Linked DNA regions of Canis lupus: region 2 is linked to region 1. Evidence: chromatin contacts called from public Hi-C data. All regions are on one chromosome and are shown on one strand. Each heading gives the region's core, a stretch centred on a gene start, on an enhancer-like site or on the middle of the called end of the contact. The rest is flanking DNA. Distances are from core to core; before and after follow the strand shown.

Region 1 (3,966 bases), core at 678-3,177:
CAAGAGGGTGGAATAAATTTATATATATCCTGTAGTGAAAATGCGACCAGATTCTGGATTCAGATTTTGAAAATAAATCAATTTAAATTACTTCAAATACCTAGAGGCTTTTTTTTTCCTTTTTTCTTTTTTCTTTTTTTTCTTTTCTTTTCTTTCTTTTTTTTTTCTTTTTCTTTTTTTTTTTTTTTTTTGGCACTGGAATCTCAGTGCATGGACTGTTTCCCTAAAAAAGTAAACCAATGGATTAAAAACTTGTGTGTGCGTGTGGTTCGGAGATTTTCATCCAGTAGGATTTGGTGCTATGGGGCTCACCTACCCCTACTTCACTCTCCTTCATCAGAGAGTGTGGATAATTGTGGGCTTCTGAAGATCCCAGATACCCATGGATGAAGAGAAAGATAGATTGTCCCCCTAGACGGAATTATCCCCTCCCTTTACAACCAAACTTCTGGTTAAATAAATAAATAAATAAATAAATAAATAAATAAATAAATAAATAAATAAGGAGCCTCAAGTCACTTCAGTATGATTTCTCTGAACATTCTAGGCTGGAAAACTTCAGTTCTTTAAAAGATTTTTTTTTTCCAGAGTCTGCTGCCAACAAAAAGAGAGACGGCACCGCTTCAGCAAGCCTCACACTTATATGTTCCTGAGTCCCCACAGAAAGAAGCCAGCGCCCCGGCTTTGGCGAACAAGCCCTGTTACACTGGACACGCACCCGAGACAGACCCCCAGAGGCCCGCAAAACCCGGGTCAAGGCTTCCAGAAACATGCCAAACTACGCAGCCAGCCACCTACAGGCCAACGAGCTGCACGCGCGCGCGCACACACACACACACACACACTCCGCCACACGCGCGCACACTCGGGACCCAGAGGCACCCAGCCCAGCAGAGAGCAGTCGGGACACACGGACACACGTCACGGAGGTGAGCGCACACGGAGCGCACACGGGGAAACAGACGGACTCCTGCAGGGTCACGGACAAGCCCGGCGCCGCCACCCGCCCCGGAGGCACGAGTGCGCGCGCGTGCACTCATACGAACACGGTGATACACACACACAGACGCAGTCACATATGTAATGCATATGGAGAAACCCTACCCCAGCCAGTCACCTCCCCGCCCCCCTCGCCACTCGCCGCCTCCGGCCCCAGGCTCACCCCAGCCCCGCGCCCCTCTTCCGCAGGAGGCCCGGGTGGGGGGCGGCTGGGCGCAGGGGCGCGGCCCCACGGCCGGAGAAAGCAAGACCAGGGGGCCAGGGACCCCGAGGGCTCGGCGGCTCCTGCGGCCATTCATTCGGCAACGCCCCAGCGGCGCGGCGGCAGCTGCAGCGAGGGAGGCGGCGGCGCTCACTGCAGCTCTTGGGCAATGGAAGTTCAGCTGCCCGCCCGCAGCCTCGCCCGGGTCCCCCGGCCGCCCGCCACCACCGATCGCGGGGACAGGACGGGGGAGTGAGCCGCTGACCCCGGGGGAGAAGTCCCGCCGCGCCGTGGCTCCGGGATGCTGCCCACTGCCCTCCTCGCCGGGGCCGCGGCGGCGGCCAGGTCTCCTCCGCCCTTCCCGGGCCCCCGGCCCCCCGCGCCGCGCCGGCCCCCCAGCCCCGCACTCACCACCTGGCGAGCTATGTCGGTCGCTGCCATCGCTCCTGCGTCCGCCAGGGCTGCCACGGGTGCCGCCGCAACCGGAGGTACAGCACAAGAAACAGCGAAGCTCCTCCGACAAAGAGAAAGTGTTACACTTCGGGCGCGACCAAGTCCGGTGGGGGGAGGTGCGAGGGAGGGGCCCCCGCGCCGCTGCTCCAACCCCAACCTCCCCTCTATCAACCCACTCCCTCGGAAGTGGGGTTCGGGGTGGGGGGCGGATTTCACGCGCCGCTTCCCCCTACGGCGAGCTCAGTTCCAGTTCTCCCTGCAACCTCAGCTGTAGGCCTGTGCGAAGGGGGGCTGGGGCTCCCCTCGGTGACCACGTCCTCTGTCCCCCCCCCCCCGCCACTGGGCTCCGTGGTACGTCCCGACCTCTGCTGAATTGTCACACCCCCCTGCTCTCGCCTTACATCCCAGAGTCCCCAGACCCCTGAGGCTGGAAGGGAGCCCCTGCCCCTCCCCCTCCCGCGCACAGCTCCGCTGCTGAGCTCCGCAATCCTCCTCCCCCTCTTCCCCGCCCCCTGTACCCCCTCTTCCTCTCCAGCGAGATCTCAGGGTGCTCCGATGGGAGCGCCAGCGGCCGGAGACCTGAGGCTCCACCACACCTCCTCCCACCCCCCCTAGCCCGGGAGTGCTGCTGCAGCGGGAGTGGGGGGGCGGCTGCGGCACCTGCCGCTCCACAGTGGAGCTTACCAGGGGGCAGCTGGGGGGAGCCGCACTGCGGCCCCGCCACTGAGCGGTGACGTGCGGAGTCCGAGGCCCGCGGCCTCGAGGTCCCCTTCTGCCCCGGGGTTTCCAAGCCTCGGATGCTGTGGGCGGTAATTTCGTGAAGCCGAGCTCACCACTGTTGGGTACTTAATACGGACGGTCCCCACGCCTCCTCTTCCTACCAAGCCCCAAAAGCGCAGCGTGTGAGCGGGGCCCTGACCACGACCCCCTTCTAGTGCCTAGGTCGCCGGGGCGTCTCAGAGGAGGAGTTTGAGGGTGAAGCCCCCCAGCTCTGTCGGGCGGGACGTGGGAGTGACGGGGAGCGGCCTCCGGTGGCTCTGTCCCGCCCGGATTTCCCCTTCACCTTCGCTCAGCCGGGGAGAAGGCGGCCGGCGGTGCGCAGTAAGAGCCTCCGAAGGCAGAGGCTGTCAGCCTGGTTCCCCTTTCCTCCTGGCCAGCGGCCGCCGCGGATCCTCTCCGGCCCTGAGCCCCCTACCCCAGTCCCCCAGTCCCGGGAGCGGCCCCGTGCCAGCTCCCTGGGACTAGCGAACCCTGGTCGACCGCCTTGCCCCAGGCCCTAGCGTGCAGACGCTGCGCTCCACTCCTCGGTAGGGCTGTGCCCTGGTCTCGGAGAGGCGCCAGAACCCCCAGTGGAACCCGGGACCGCAGCGGGAGGCTGGCCCGCGGGCAGAAGCCCGGACAGCGAGGTGGCCCGGCTGCAGCCCAAAGGCGCGAGCGGCGGAGGGGGAGGCAGGAGGGAGGAAAGGAGAAGAACAGGAACCAGAGAGAGAAGGCACCCCGTCGCAGAAGCCCAGGCCTGGGGAGAAAGAGGGAAGGCAGGGAAATGGGGTGGCCACAGGAAGTGCTTCCCTGGCACTAGGTTCCACCTGCCGGGATAGTGCTTCACACTGTCTCAGAGAGCTGCCTATGTGCGATGTGCACCTGGAGAAGGACTCCGGAAAATGCATCCCCAGTGCCTAGTCCGGGGTCTGGCACCCAGGAAGCGCCCAATTAAGCGTTTCCTGAGCAGGAGGACTGGGGATTTGGATGGGAGGAGGCGCGCAGGTACCGAAGAAAGAGACACAATGAGGGGGTAGTAGTTGGGACAGTCGCGAGGAGCCAAGTATTGAAGGTGCCGTCATTGCGCTAGAGACCAAGGAGAACGATCAGGGACCAGGACAGGGGAGTTCAGCAGACAGCGCGGGCCCTCGGGGCAGATGGTGACGGCAAGGAAGAGGGGCGACTGTAGTCTCTGAGGCCCGCCAGGGTGCTGGGGCAGGGCCAGGGGGCGGCGCCGGGCCCTGGATTGGGGTGGCAGCGACACGCGGGACCAGCGCTGTGTAAGAGGAACCGCGCGGTAAGGCTGGGCCCTGGCCGGATGGGGGCGGGAAGTCAGAGGTGACTGGCCGTTCTGGCTGGGTGTCTGGGAGGGAGACCGGTCTTCTCCGGCAAAGGCTGCTGTGCGGTGGGCGACGGAGAAGGGCCCGAGGTCACTAAATGATCTGGACATGGGACTTTGTTGGTGGCAGGACCAGAGGGGCGTATCTGGAAGCCAGAGGTTAGAGCTGATACCCAGAGCTTCCGTGAGCCGAGCCCAGCGGGGAGGAGGGCCT
Region 2 (3,966 bases), core at 608-3,107, 34 kb after region 1:
AGGGGAGCTGTGGGAGGGCTGCCGGCTCCTGGTTCTGCCCACTGTTGCTTCTGTTCACGCACAGCTGGCCCTGGCCCACTGGGTACCTTGGCACTCCTAGAGATACCACTTGTGGATGGGGGCCGCAGTGAGGCGCCTGGGCAAAGCCAGACCTCCTAAGGTCAGGTGTAGATACCAGACTGTCTTCCGGAGAACTTCCTTGAAATGGTTAGTCCGCTACCCATGGAATTAAGATGGTCGGCAGGCACCTGCTACAATGTGAGGATGCTACTGGAATAGAATGGAAGGTTCAGTGTGACTTTACTGGTGTATTTTTTAAGGAATTAATTTTTTTTATAGATTTTATTTATTTATTCATAAGAGACACAGAGAGAGAGAGGCACAGAGACACAGGCAGAGGGAGAAGCAGGTTCCATGCAAGGAGCCAGATGTGGGACTCGATCCTGGGTCTCCAGGATCACACCCCGGGCTGCAGGCGGCGCTAAACCGCTGCGCCACCGGGGCTGCCCTGGTGTATTTTATATATGCACGTAGAGGCATCTATTGTTCTGTATACACACATGTGCATGTTGATGCCTACACACATACCAGGGGAGGTTATGTCCAGATATTAAGTGTTTAGCACCAAGGATACAAGACTGTGGATGGGTTTTCTCTACACTTTCTAAATATTCTCTAGTAAATACGCACTAGATCCAAAAGCCCTGACTCTAAGGTGCATTCACCCTAACAGAACCCTGAGCAGCCATAGGTCCCACCTATGATAAGTTTTAAAATTTTTCAGTTGAGCATATTTGAAGATCTAATTGGCTTTATTCGACAATTCATGGATTGAGCAGCATCCCACCCAGCAAATAGAAAGGAGCTCTGAAGAGCTACACAAAATAAAGGGCTTTTATGGACAGAGAGGGGGCAGGAAAAGGAAATTTCTAACAAATAGTGGATTTTAAAAAATATTTGTGAGAGAGAGAAAGAGAGAACGCAGGCATGCATGGGGGGGGGGGGCAGAGGAAGAGGGAGAGAAGCAGACTCCCCACTGAGCAGGGAGCCTGATATGGGGTTCCATCTCATGACCCATGAGATCATGACTGGAGCTGAAATCAAGAGTTGGATGCTCAATCAGCTGAACCACCCAGGCATTCACAAGAGTGGATTGTTTTAGGCAAGGTCATTGTCTTATTGGGGACAGGCAAGGTTTGTCAGGTAGATTACCTCCCTAGCTGACCAGTGCTACTCAACCAGATTGACTGGTTGAGTTTACATTCCTGGGAGAGGCTGAAACTGCAGGTAGGTTAGGTATTAAGTCTTAGTTTGCCAATGTGGGGCTTAGCACGAATGACTCCATTTTCAGCCTGCTATTTCTTTTTTTTTTAACAGATAGATTTTTAAAATTCAGTCTTGTTGTCTCCAAAACACATGATCAAACTTGTCAGATAGTGGGTCCTAATTCTGGAGTTTGGAAACTAAAGTCATTGTGGTTGAGAGGTTAGTGTCTGTTTCTAGAAAGTTTGGGTAGGGGGCACCTGGGTGGTTCAGTGGCTGAGTGTCTCCCTTTGGCTCAGGTGGTGATCCTGGGGTTCTGGGATCAAGTCCCACATCGGGCTCCCTGCGGGGAACCTGCTTCTCTCTCTGCCTATGTCTCTGCCTCTCTCTGTGTGTCTCTCATGAATAAATAAATAAAATCTTTTTAAAAATTTCTTTAAAATAATAGATAGATAGATAGATAGATAGATAGATAGATAGATAGATAGAGCCTGGAGGCCAGAAGGGGGAGCTATAGTGCCCCACTACTCCTCATCAATGGCAAACCCGGCAGGATGAGAGGTACCTGACCTCCTCGCCCAGCAACAAGCTCAGCCAATAAGAAAGTAGCACAACTCAGCCAATGAGAAACTGCCACCCCTAAACTTTCGGTTTCCTCCAATAAGCTTTAGTTCAAAGTAGCGCCTTCCAACTTCCTCTTTTTCTCTATAAAGTAACATTCCTATCCCCTTTGCCTTTTTAAAGATTTTAAGTAATTTCTACCCCCACGGTGGGGCTTGAACTCACAACCCCGAGATTAAGAGGCACAATGGCCATTGACTGAGCTGGCCAGGCACCCCTCCTCTCCTTTGAGCTCCCCACTTGCCAGCTTTGCGTCCCTTTCATGCCCTGAATTGCAGTTTCCCCCTTTCAGAATAATTCATTTTGCTGATGTAGCAACTGGCTGTTTTACTTTTAAGGTCGACAGATTTCAGAGAAGAATCAATGGGAAATTTTATCTGTTCACACACAAACACACAGAGACGCTTTTATTTTTTTACTTTACAAAATATAAGCATTTATTTGTATTTATTTAAATTCAAATAATTAACATATCATGTATTATTCGTTTCATAGGTCAGGGACTCATCAGTTGCACGTCACACCCAGTGCTCATTACATCACGTGCCCTCCTTAGTGCCCATCACCCAGTTACCCCAACCCCCACCCCCTCCTGCAGCAGCCCTCAGTTTATTCCCTATGGTTAAGAGTCTCTCATGGTTTGTCTCCCTCTCTGATTTCGTCTTGTTTCATTTTTCCCTCCCTTCCCCCGTGATCCTGTTTTGTTTCTTAAATTCCACACATGAGTGAGATCATATGGATACGGGACAGCTAGGTTCTTGTCTCACCGAGTCCAAGGACGAATCCTGCTGACAACAGAGAGTGAGCAAAGCCATAGAAGTATATTAAGCACAGATACAGAGAAAGCTCCCAGAAGTCCCACGGGTCCCAACAGGGGTGCCACTGAGGGATTTTATGGTCTTTTATAGGAAACTGACCAACTGACTTGGTAAATTTCTTGTCAATATCAGGGTGGCTACCCCAAAGATACAGATGCAGTGAAACGCCGGGACACCTGCACCCCGATGTTTATAGCAGCAATGGCCACGGTAGCCAAACTGTGGAAGGAGCCTCGGTGTCCATCGAAAGATGAATGGATAAAGAAGATGTGGTCTATGTATACAATGGAATATTACTCAGCCATTAGAAACGACAAATACCCACCATTTGCTTCAATGTGGATGGAACTGGAGGGTATTATGCTGAGTGAAGTAAGTCAGTCGGAGAAGGACAAACATTATATGGTCTCATTCATTTGGGGAATATAAATAATAGTGAAAGGGAATATAAGGGAAGGGAGAAGAAATGTGTGGGAAATATCAGAAAGGGAGACAGAACGTACAGACTCCTAACTCTGGGAAACGAACTAGGGGTGGTGGAAGGGGAGGAGGGCGGGGGGTGGGAGTGAATGGGTGACGGGCACTGGGGGTTATTCTGTATGTTAGTAAATTGAACACCAATAAAAAATAAATTAAAAAAAATATCAGGGTGGATTTTAGCAGAAACACGGGTGGACTAGTAACTATCATAATAACAAACAAGATGTTTTTGTAAATATCATGAGCCCAAGCAAGGTGTTCCCTTCTCTCTGGTTAATATTTCCTCCATAATATTTCCCTACAGCTGGGATTTCTGTGAGCCTAGTCAGGTAGCCCGTGGCCTTGAGATTCTTGTGCCGTCTTGGTTTGAGCAGGGACTATTGATAACACCTTAATGACATATTTCTGTGATTACTCAGTAGCCATTAAAGGGGGGATACTCCCTAACATTTTGGAGCTGGGGGATCAAGTTTATTTTTTCTGTTTTTACTGTCTTATCTCTGTTTTCTTGGGACGGGTAGGAGCCTGACTCTGGGGCCTTTCCTTTATCTTTTCCTGTCTGCCCCTAATTTGTTCCTACATCAATATGATAATTGTCTTTCTCTGATTGACTTATTTCGCTTAGCCAAATACCCTCTAGTTCCATCCACATTATTGCAAATGGCAAGATTTCTTTTTTTTTGATGGCTGAGTAGTATTCCAGTGTGTGTGGGTGTGTGTGTGGGGGGTTGCGGGTATATATATATAACCACCCAGTGTTAAGAGGGTCCCCCTTTCTCTGCAT

The links. A called contact is a pair of places that touch in the nucleus more often than the background predicts.
Region 2: a contact with region 1 is called in a Hi-C map of blood, with 1.8 times the contacts expected there. The contact joins the enhancer-like site here to the promoter of SEPTIN6 in region 1. A contact is called at or near these places in 2 of 9 Hi-C or Micro-C datasets (both in blood).

Annotation. Positions count from the first base shown.
Region 1 is chrX:92,392,200-92,396,165 of UU_Cfam_GSD_1.0, forward strand. SEPTIN6 (septin-6) reads right to left here and starts at 1,928. Exons shown (of 10, transcript XM_038588184.1): 1 at 1,613-1,928. The coding sequence starts at 1,642.
Region 2 is chrX:92,426,299-92,430,264 of UU_Cfam_GSD_1.0, forward strand. No RefSeq gene overlaps it. Among named protein-coding and RNA genes, the nearest start is that of SOWAHD, 29 kb to the right of the region's middle. Within about 2 kb of position 1,858, at least 1 of the 20 cell types and tissues checked has an H3K27ac peak or open chromatin away from gene starts, as enhancers often do. A contact at or near this core is called in blood, where this site is marked.